2 separate regions of the Danio rerio genome follow, and region 2 is linked to region 1. A link is a contact called in public HiCAR-type data. All regions are on one chromosome and are shown on one strand. The core of a region is the stretch at or near the end of the contact, and the rest is flanking DNA. Distances in the headings are between cores, read along the strand shown.

Region 1 (5,746 bases), core at 1,962-4,461:
TGTCCAATTATTAATATTACATGCATAGAGCTAAGATATACAGATGAAGTTAAAATTATTTGCCCTCCTGACTTATTAGCCCCCTGTATATTTATTTCCCAAATTTCTGTTAAACGGAAAGAAGACACATTTCTAAACAGGAGAAGGGGAGCGAATAACTGTTGTTGACAGTTAGCTCACAAACTGAGACACAAACCGTGAGGAGACGCATGAGTTTATAGTTCACAAAGTAAAAATACAAAGAAATAAACAGTAATTTAATGCCCTGCTACATTTGTTATTCGTAATTTCATATACACATAACCACAATTTATATCATTATAAAGATAAGTGTGTTCATGTAAATACTATAAATGAGGATTCTCCCTCGATCCCCGTGTCTAAATTATAGATATTGAATGCAGACTCAGTGCAGCAGGTTTCCTGACCCGTCTATTTTAACCATTAGCCCTGCTGGTAATATAGAGGATTTAGGCAAACACAGCAGCACGGCGATGTGTCTGAATGTGAACGAACTCCTGATAAAAGTCAACGTCCGCCATTCTTCAATTCTCGCACTGCTCTCCCAACAAAAATGCTTGCAGCACACACACAGCTTTGCTGTATGATCGGCCCAGACAGGATCGCGGGGAAAAAACATGCAACAAACCCCGTGGATCATGGAAACAAACACATACGAGCCTTCATGAACAGCTATTGCATGCCGTTGGTCTGTGTCTCACAGCTTGCTTAAAACTGGCAGGTCTGCCTTCGGAAAGCACGTGTTCTCATGAATAATTAAGCAGCCGGCTCTTCTCATAGGATAAGAAAACTCCGCTATGAATAATAATGAGAAACCGACGCGTCATCATTGCACTTGCAGTTCTGCGCTACGTCGCCGATTTTGATCCCGGCCCAAAAATCATTTTAAACCCGGAAGCTGAAATTAGCTGACAAAAGCTCAAAATTATCCAGTTTTCCCCACAATTAAAGCTGACAGGTGCTAACATTGTCTTAACTGATGTTCAACACACACAAATCTGTTAATATACCAAAAAAGTTCTCCAGGTTGTCCTGAACCTTTAAACATCATTTGGAAAATAATAAAAAAAAGACATCAAAGATATTCACAGAAGGGCTAATCACTGTGACTTCAACTGTATATATCAAGCATTAAATGTTGTGTTAAAGATGTAAATTTTTACTACTTAAAATCAATAGCAAATTATAATATTTTTTAAAAAGCCACCAAATATTCAAACAAATCAACAAACTTGTAGCCATAAATAATGTTCATGTTTTATAAAATTGTGTACCACTTGTTGTTTCTGTATTTATCATTTATAAAAAACCCTTCTGGGGACAAAAGCTGTAGATTAACTTTGGCTACAAGTACATCTAATATAAAATGAAATCAGATGCTGGTGACACCATCAACAGCCTACACTACTATGTAGCAAAGTCAAATCAAACAGGTGTGAGATTTGCTGGCCACCTCTGGAGTTAGTTTATCCTCCACTGAGTGGCGGGATGATGGCCAGCTCGTCTCCGTCCCTGAGGCTTAGCGGCTGCTCACACAGAGACACAAACTCCTGACGCACAGCCAGAACCACCTTACCCCGCAGCACAGAGAGCCTGAAAACAACACACACACATTTCAGTAATAAATGGTAAGCATGGTATGTAATGGAGAGATGTATAAACATAAAATTAAATTTTACAAACAAAATCGGTAAGAAAAAGAAAAGGTCTTAATTTGTTTTGTTTTTTTCATGATTCAGATCAAATACAGATACTTGATCTAATGTATGAATTTAAAAAAATATCCAGATTTATTACATAAAAAACAACAATTAATAGAATTATTATTCATAAAGGAATTGATAGAATTTTTCAGCAAATTATATTTATGCGTTGCTCACTATTATTCAAATTTACACACAAATCCCATATTTATTAATACTATATAAACAAATAATATATAAAACATATTTATAATTTATACATTAACTAATACATATAATACAACTAATGGACAAATAAAACACTATTTAAATACGATTGGATGGATGGATGGATGGATGGATGGATGGATGGATGGATGGATAGAACAATGTGTAAAAACAACCATTTTAAATGTTCATAATTATTTGTCTTTTGGCTTAATAAAATCATTATTTCTGATTCATAGTTTTCAAAGAAAATACAATAAACAATAAAAAATATATGTATATGCAAATATGTTTGTTCTCAAGTAACAACAAAGATTAATTATTATAATAAAAAAATACATTTATAAAGCTCTCAATTATTTATCGGTAAACATGCACGGAATAATAAATAAATATGCAATTTATGCAATAATAAGTGTACATTAAATAGCAAAAAAAATATTGTGTTTTACAATACAATCATATTAACCATAAGATGGCATCAAGTACTATAATAAACAAGGAAAATTATATATAAATAAATAAAATTATAATAAAAAACTATGTACAGAGGCAATCTATCAAATAAATAATATTTACAAAATCCTTATGAAATTTCACAGATTTTACACTTTTTTGCTGTAAACATTTTGTAAAGTAGTAATTAAACAAGTCACAAAGAAAATTCTGCACATTCGGTAATGATGAAGAAAATTTACATTTGTGAATATAATATTTATGTTTGGTTTGTCATGAGAAAAGTAATAATAACGATCATTATTTTCAGTTAACTAGACTCATGCGTGACGCCTAAATGAACTATCAGATCACATGATCCTTTTTATTCATTTAAAGAGAGCTTTCTAGTTTAACAGCGTTAATTTCATCGCAATGTAACATTAAACATCATCTGAACACACATATAAATGTAGTTTATTAATAATTCACCTTGGGTGTCTGTTCTCCAAATCCTGCCAGAGCTGCACAGACGATATGTTTGAAGGAACGGTAATAATCTCCGCTTTAAGTCCCGTTAATTCGGCACTTTTGGCAAAGTACAGCACCGACACCTGATTAACGAGCAACGTTAAATAAACATCACAGCACAAATCGACAGTTTGTAAAAGCTTAGGACATTCAACTTCATTGACATCATTATCGCTAGCGTAAACGTAAATAGTTTCGTATTTTCGCTCAGCACATTGTTGATCATAAAATGTAAGTGTATGAATGATTTGGAAAGCAGTCTTACCTCGGTATTCATGTATGAATGTTGCGTGAACACATGTAAACTTCAGACTCGCGCAGATCTCGGTTTGTCTTCCTGACAGCCAAAATCTGATTGGTTCCGCTTGAGGTCAGCTGACCCGCGCCCAGGAAACACACACATCACGCTTTGTGTTTATTCCAAGACTCAAACAGCAGCATTAAAATCTCTTAAAGTCACATTTGATTAAAAATTCATACTTTTCCTCCTCATTTAAGCTTTCTTAAAGATTTACCCTCAAAAGACAACATCTTCCTGAGAAGGAATAAAATGTTTGTGCATTTCCACCGTTCACCAGCAGATGTCTCTAAATCCAACATCAAGTCGAGCGATTCATCACGTCTCTCCATAACGCTACAAGGTAAAAACACTTTCTTTATGGCTACCATATTTAGAGACTCGTGCAAAACAACACACTCATGTGTAACCTTTAAAGCGTTTAGTGTTCAAACAAAGAATTAAAAGCAACTGATCATGCGCATGTTCGCCATTATTCAATAGCCGATGGCTGTTTCTGTTCAGTAAGACAGTTCTGTGTGGCTTTCGATCAATGCAGTGACATCTGCAGCCACACACAAACACACTCACACAGCTGTGCAGCGCATGTCCCGTTTCACATTATTCAGTCTTGTTAACCAGACGCTTTGGAGATGTCTGCATTTCTACGAGTTCCCCGATAGAGGGACAACAGACACCGCTTGCACCTCACGCAGATCTGGCAGGCCGTGTTATCATTCACTTCTTCAAATTCGCATCCACTGTTAGCCTATATTGGTTACCAGATCTTATAGTTTTCAAACTAATACTAATCAAGGGCGTTGATGTGCTCTCGTCATTGGTGAGGACAGATATACTTAAAGCTGCATTAAACAGCACAAATTTTGCTTTGAGCTTTAAAAAACATGAATGAAGTACTTAATAATATAAAATAAATACTTAATAATACAAAGAACAATCACATCCCTTGCTGCAAAAGTCAATTTACATGATTTTACTGCAGTCTGGCTTTAAGAATGTATCAATTTAGAGATATTTAAAGAGGTGTGTGATTCAATAAATTTTTCCCCCAAATTTCATTTAATTGGTTAATAGTATAACAGTGAACTCATAGCGAACTTGACTTTATGCACTTGTAGGTTACTACGGGTCAATTAAATTATTGGTAGGGACATTTCAGTAATTGGGCATATTGGTGGGGACACGTCCCCTCCGTTCATGCCAATTCTAATTTTTTATTCACCTGGGAAACTTTAAGAAGACTTAAATGAGGAGGAAAACTGTGAACTTACTGTACACAGTTTCAATTAATTAGAACTTGTATGTTAAGCTGCTTTGACACAATACAGTGAAAAAGCGCTATATAAATAAACATGAATTAAATATTATGGTATATTCAATTTAATTGAAGGGGATATTCAATTCCATTGAATACCAATTTAATTCAATTTCCATCCTATAATAATATTCTTCCCCATAGAAATTAGGCACCACTACTTATCCACAACACATAGGACATACCTTGCATGCAGCCAATGGCATATTGAGCATTTTACTTCTGTATTCTGTATATTTTGCTCTAACTTGAAAACTTGCGAAACGACAGCACGTTCAACAACTTTAATTATAAAATAAACACAAAACATAAGTAAGCCTGTCTATCCAGAGCTTCACAACAGGACTCACCCATATTTGTCGCTGCTATCAAACTGACCAATTCGATTTTGTGCTCTGCGTCATTTCAACATTTTTTTGAGAGGTACCTGTCAGGGTATAGCCGCCTTTCCAGTGCATACGACATTCAAACTTGACTGTCGGAATACACTTCCTTGTGGCAGTCGCACAGAATTTTCAGTTTTGTCGTGCTCCATGGGAGAGAAGCTGATACTTGCAGTGTTCGAAATATAGTAGTGCAAAAGTAAGAGCCTTTAATCTCTGTGCGTTCACCATGGTTGAATGAATGAACTAATGAATACTACACTGTAAACCCCAAAAGTTAAGGTAACTCAAACTATTTGAGGAAACCAATTGCAACAAACCTTTTAAGTTCAAAAACTAATCCTAATGAGTACTGTGAACTTAATCCATTTGAGTACACGAAGCAATTTGATCACAGGAAAACCCAATAAATGAAGAAAACTCAAACCTACTGAGTACTGTAAAACCCAATAAGTTAAGGCAACTCAAAACCGTTTGAGGAAACCGATTGCAACAAACCATTTGAGTTAAAAAAATCTATTTGAGTACTGTGAACTTACTCCATTTAAGTTGAAGTAATGAGGTATTTTATTAACTCATTACCTTCAACACTGAGTTCAAAACTCTTTTCAAATTTAGTAAATGGAGTTAACTACACTCATTTCATTTGATAAAGTTGACTGTTGGGTTTTACAGTTAGAAACTCGCATATCACATCAGGTATCCATTCTCATACGGTCTAGTGGCAGGAGTTTACATCTTTCAATGTATCCGCAGCTCAAATCGAATCCGAATTTTCCACATACAGAGATGAACGGAACTTCTTTGGAAATGAATGACTTCCTGTCTGTCATTTGTCGTGTGCAGTGGAAAA
Region 2 (6,037 bases), core at 1,468-3,967, 130 kb after region 1:
GTTTTTTTAAAGACTGAACCTAAAGATACAAAAGAAAGCAAAAAAAAAACAAAACAGCTGTGTGTTTGTACAGTACATCTGAGGAGTCAAAACAGCACCAGGACTTCCCGTCACACAGAAACAAAGATCTGCTACAAGGCGATGTGTTTCCAACTGCTGTTTCAAACTGAAATTAGCCACACTATGACTATGATGAGGGAAAAACAGGCATACTTAAGCATTCTGCCTTTTTTATGGTCGCATCTTGTGACACTGTGACTAGTTTTTGGTTTGTTCTTCTTATATACATTCAATCATTCATTTTCTGTTCGGCTTCGTAGTCCCTTTATCAATCTGAGGATGCCACAGCTGAATGAACTGCAACTTAACCAGCATATTTTTTTATGCAGCGGATACCCTTCCAGCTGCAACCCATCACTGGGAAACACCCATACACTCACATTTACACATATACATACGGACAATTAAGCCTACCCAATTCACCTATGCTGCATGTCGTTGGACTTTTGGGGGAAACTCGAGCACCCGGAGGAAAACCACATGCACATAGGGAGAACATGCAAAGCAAACCCCACACAGATATGTCAACTGACCGAGCTGAGGCTCAAACCAGCAACCTTCTTGCAGTGAGGCAATCAAGCTATCCACTGCACCACCGTTATGCCCCTATCTTATATTCATTTCATTAAAACAGAACCACATCATTTGTACGTATGGGCGATTAATATAAGATGATTTTTAAGCGCACTTTGTCTGTAAAGACAGTAACAGTGAATATCAGCACATGGTTTCAGATAGAATTTATATAGAGTTTACTAAACGAGCTGTTGGATGACAAGCTGCAAAAAAAGTTGATTTAATCTGACAATATTGAAACCATTGTAGTGCATTTCTGTATTTGCACATATGAGTAGTTTTATGGATAACAATCTATAAATAAAATTTAAACAAGAAAAAGATACAATTGAAATAAAGTGTTTTATTATTTCCGAAGTCTAACCGTATTCAAGTACAGTAATTAAATGATAAAAATTAAAATTATTCATTGAAATGAATCGTTGTTAAATTCACAAGTGGTGCAATTTCTTATGCCTGAATGTTTTTAAAATCATTATACAATTCCAGGCATCAAAAACACGTGCAAATGATAAATTATAAAATAACATAATGTTGCATACACTAGAGTTGTGTCTTCTGCGAATTATCACATAGCGATATGTTCACATGACATTCATGTCATCATTTACGAACCCTAAACTGCTTTTACAGATAACTGTCAAACAACGAAAAAACAAAAGAAGACATTTAGCAGAATGTCAAGCTGCTCCTATCCACAAAACGAAAGTGAAACCGGACTGTGTTGTCATGCTCCACAAATGACCAAAAAAGCATCATTACTTTAATAAAGCAATTGCTGCTTTGTAAAATAATAATAATAATAATAATAATAATAATAATGAGCTAACTACAATATCTGGTTTGACAACTGCAGTTATTTCCAGATCAGGAAATTAAATACTATTTTGCTATTAATAACTGTGTTTGTGTTTAGTGGAAGTCACGGATTTTGAAAAACGTGAGGGTGTGTAAATAATGACAGCGTATTCATTGAGTGAACTGTCACTTTAGATGCGCAGGTTTTACATAACACATCATAATTTTAAAAGGTCTTACCTTAAAATAAACTACCTTACAACTGTACACTTATCAACCTGCATTAATTACTATTGTGGTAAAGTTGTTTTTATATTCGGACAATCTACTTAATAATGTAATAAAAGTATTATTTGCAAATTCTAAACAGTGAAATCATATAAGCAGCCAATGACACGTACAACATGGTTCACAATCAAACAAATAGTGCTAATGCTGTTTTAAAATCAGACTTGCATGTTATTTCAGGTTAAACTTTAAGTACCATGGTAAACGATATAAGGAGCATGTCATAAGTTGTCACTGAACACATGTGCTAATATAAAACCAACTTTACCTCAATTTCATAATTTTAGAACCATCCACTTTATTCCAAAATCAGAATTATTATTATCACAACAGAAATGCCCCAAAGTTTTGATATAAGATAAGACCTTTAACTGATATCTTTTTGGGAACCCCATCTACACTGGCTTGTTAGTTTGTAAGCAAAACAAACAAGAAACTGTAAGTGACATCGCCCAAGTACTTTGTATAAATGTAACAGTTGCATGATGAACAGAACTACTAGGCTGATAACTCTGGGAGCAGCAATGAAAACAAAACACCTGATCCAACAGGCTCTGGCCATCTTCAGAAAGAATGAAAAGACTACTCTACCAGGTAATCCATGTAATTCCTCGATAGCTTCTTGCTGTTTTCTCCGGAAAACAAAATTCCCGAGTCAAGGCGACTATGAAATGAAACGCTGCCGTTGATTGAATGCATCCAAAGTCTCGATTTTTTTTCACGGCTTTGGCTTAAGACTCCCCGCCTCTCGGATGTCAAAAATAATATTTGAATAAAGCGGCTAGCAAGCAGCGTTAGCTCTGTACTCCTCTTCCTCCTCTGTAAGTCCCACGCACGGTTATGTAAATAAAACAAGTCCTGATAAAAGGCTTTAGGCTTCCAATACATTCAAAACATGACTATTGGTGATTTTAAGTCGCGATAATTCGGACTCAGCAGTGTAGTGTGTAGGGCTGTTGTAGCGAGTGCAATACAGTTTAATGGTGTGGGCGGAGTGAGGCGCTGTTTGTTGTGTGATCAGGAGCCACGGAGGCTCGAGCATCACGACGTGACGTCACTGTCACGCTGAATATTACGTTCATTCATCCAGCATGAATTGAAATTAATTATAGTTTGTACTTCTTTTGAGAGTATAAATTTTTCTCTATATAACGAACTGAAATTCTGCCGATGTTTCACGTCTGAAAGCGTGTGTTTAACACTAATGATGACGGAGTGTACGTGCTAGTTTTGCGAATGCGATCACGTGATAGTAGATGGTATCTAAAAGCTGTGAGGCTACAGGTTCCTTTGCATCACGTGACAAGGAACTAACTGTGCCAGATATTGTTTGATGGTGACCTCTGCTGGTTAGAATGGTGCATTGTTCTCCAAGAAGTTTGACAGAAGACCCACAGTGAGTTGTGTAATCTGAGATCCGTTTCTTTCATAATGGATTGTTTTGCGCTAGCCTTGAATTATTCACGACAATTATTTAGAAATATAGCAACTGAGCATTATCAGTGATGTGAAACATGAATGAAAAAAAAAAAAGTAAAACACACAAATGAATGGGGTTTAGGCTAAACAGGTTTTTCCCCCAACATTTATAAAACTTTATTAGTTATAATAAACATACCACACACACAGTCACTCATATGCACTCTACATACACATCTCTTTATAATGTACTTCTTAATATATTAATTGACCTAAATTAACAAAATAAACGTATGATTTATACACAATTATAAGGTTCACATGTTATAGTCCTACAATAAAAATCATATGCTATTATTTTATAATAATCCAAAGAAAAATAATAATTTCACCTGTTAAATCTTATTTTTTTAACATGTACAGTTAAAGTCAGAATTATTAGCCCCCTTGTTTATTTTTTCCCCAATTTCAGTTTAACAGAGAGCAGATTTTTTCAACACATTTCTAAACATTATAGTTTTAATAACTCATTTCTAATAACTGATTCATTTTATCTTTGCCATGATAACAGTAAATAATATTTTACTGGATATTATTTAAGACACTTCTATACAGCTTAAAGTGACATTTAAAGGCTTAACTAGGTTAACTAGGCAGGTTAGGGTAATTAGGCAAGTTATTGCATAATAATGGTTTGTTCTGTCGACTATCAAAAAAAAATAGCTTAAAGGGGCTAATATTTTGTCATTAAAATGGTTTATAAAAATTAAAAACTGATTTTCTTCTAGCCAAAATAAAACAAATAAAACTTTCTCCAGAAGAAAAAAATATTATCAGACATACTCTGAAAATGTTCTTGCTTTGTAAAACATAAATTGGGAAATATTTAAAAAAGGGAAAAAAAATCAAAGGGGGGCTAATAATTCTGACTTCACCTGTATATGTACATATGTATTTAAGTACAAAATTATGGTAATTTAATTATTCAATGCTATTAGGCTATTTGTTTATTCAAATTGATAAATGTTTATTGTTTATTTTAATCATGTTTTTATCTCTTTATTAAGTAAATTAGTTATTATTATTTGATTTCTTTTTGCATTCGTATCCCCTTTTCTCCAAACATTTACACTTACCCCATTGTACTCCATCACTGTCCCTGGACAGCAGTTTAAACTTTTTTATCCAAGATAGTCATGTTTAATGTTTCATAGTTATGTGTCTATTTTAAAATGACCATGAATGTGGCTGGCAGTTGGATGCAGTGCATAACATTTTAAAAAGTATGCAGGCCAAAAAATATATAATTACCTTTTTATTCGACATCATTGTTTGTATTCTTGACTTTAGTTCCTCTTTCAATATGATTCAACTGCATTTGTTAACTTAAAAGATGGAACTGAATATAAACACATGAATATGTAAATGGTATTTCTCATTTTTAACAAATAGAACTCAGGTTAAAGGTTAAAAATATTGTTCAGGGGAAAGGAACAGTCGTACTGGGGCTTTGTCAGCTCACCAATCTTTCTACACTTTTTACAAATGAATGTTCAAGTTAGCATTCACAGAGTTGTATTTTTTAAATGTTCTGATGACACAGCCATACTAAGTTTCCTTTATGAGAATGATGATATTAGTGTTATCTACCAGTCAGAAATTAGCCGCTTTGTTGATTGGTGTGATATAAATATGCTAGAAATAAACACTAAGAAAACTGAAGAAATGATATTTGACTCAAAGTGTATAGGTGACCGTCATCAAGTGGTTGTACACGACCATCCTCAGTCAGAGACCTATACTTGGGCATTTACATTGACAGTTCTTTTACATGGAATACACACATAGAGTGGGTTTGCTCTAGTTTACACCAGAGAAGATTGTTTTTTTTGTTTGTTTGTTTGTTTGTTTTTTTACTGAGGTTACGTCTTTTGGAGTTAACAAGCAGCTTATGATGTTGTTTTTTTAAAGCTGTTCTTTAAAGCATTGTCAGGTATGGTATCACAGTTAGGTTTGGCAACCTATCTGTAGACACTGTAAATCTAAGTTGATGCACCTCTTAAAGACAGATAGAAAATTGTTGGGTGCGATGAATATTTTAATCCTCATTTTTTATATGAGAATTGTGTCCTCAATGAGGTGGAAAGGATTCTGAATGATCCAACTTATTTTTTTTTTTTTTGTTTACACACTATGAACTGCTTCCCCCTGGTTAGGAGATATAGAGTCTCTAAATGTAGGTTGAACCGATATAAGAAATCCTTTGTTACAGTTTCAGTGGGTTTATTGAACAAGAGTTTATCTTAATTAGAATTATGATTATTGTAATTACTGTATTTTGTATTGTTTTTTGTTGTTTGTTTTATGGAATTTCTGCAACAATATGGCGATGACCATCACAAATTTCCTGTCAAGGACAATAAAGTTTTACTACTACTACTACATTTAATTAAATTAGCAAATGTTTTAATTATATAGCGAATTAAAATATCTATTTTATCCTGAGACAGCCTATATTACCTGGCTAATAAAAAGTTAATAAAATGAAGCAGAAACGATGGGACATCAATATACATTGACATGTAAGATAACACTTTGATCATAAAAGACGATGATTAGTCAGATTCTCCATGAAGGGGCATTTGAGTTTATTCGTTACCCCAGGCTGATTATTCTGATTGGCTCCACCCTCGATTATTCTGTCCCGGACCGCAGAGCGCATTCAGCGAGGAGAGGCAGGCGTACCCAAGCCCCACTTTTTCAACACGCTTCTGGGAGGAATTTGATACTGCTTTGACGGGATAATGTCTTTAAAAGTTTTCGACGTGTTTTGGTAAAAAACAAAGAGCGTAAATTCCCGAGAAGGCTGGTTGAACGGAACATATTGTAACTTTGG

Evidence for each region. HiCAR-type assays count read pairs that join an accessible place to other places.
Region 2: a HiCAR-type map of caudal fin shows a contact between it and region 1, with 4 times the contacts expected there. The contact joins the promoter of arl15b here to the promoter of mocs2 in region 1. A contact is called at or near these places in 2 of 18 Hi-C or Micro-C datasets (hematopoietic stem cells and an unstated tissue) and 3 of 4 datasets of contacts at active chromatin or transcription factors (caudal fin, embryo and gastrula embryo).

Annotation. Positions count from the first base shown.
Region 1 is chr10:9,555,739-9,561,484 of GRCz12tu, forward strand. mocs2 (molybdenum cofactor synthesis 2) reads right to left here and starts at 3,212. Exons shown (of 3, transcript XM_068223906.1): 1 at 3,163-3,212; 2 at 2,859-2,980; 3 at 1,476-1,614. The coding sequence starts at 3,174. The coding sequence ends at 1,488. LOC103911725 (molybdopterin synthase catalytic subunit) reads right to left here and starts at 1,598. Exons shown (of 5, transcript XM_021479259.2): 1 at 1,475-1,598.
Region 2 is chr10:9,689,351-9,695,387 of GRCz12tu, forward strand. It overlaps arl15b (ADP-ribosylation factor-like 15b), which reads right to left and starts at 2,718. Exons shown (of 4, transcript XM_005155621.6): 1 at 2,314-2,718. The coding sequence starts at 2,610. snx18b (sorting nexin 18b) reads left to right here and starts at 5,876. Exons shown (of 2, transcript NM_001015063.1): 1 at 5,876-6,037.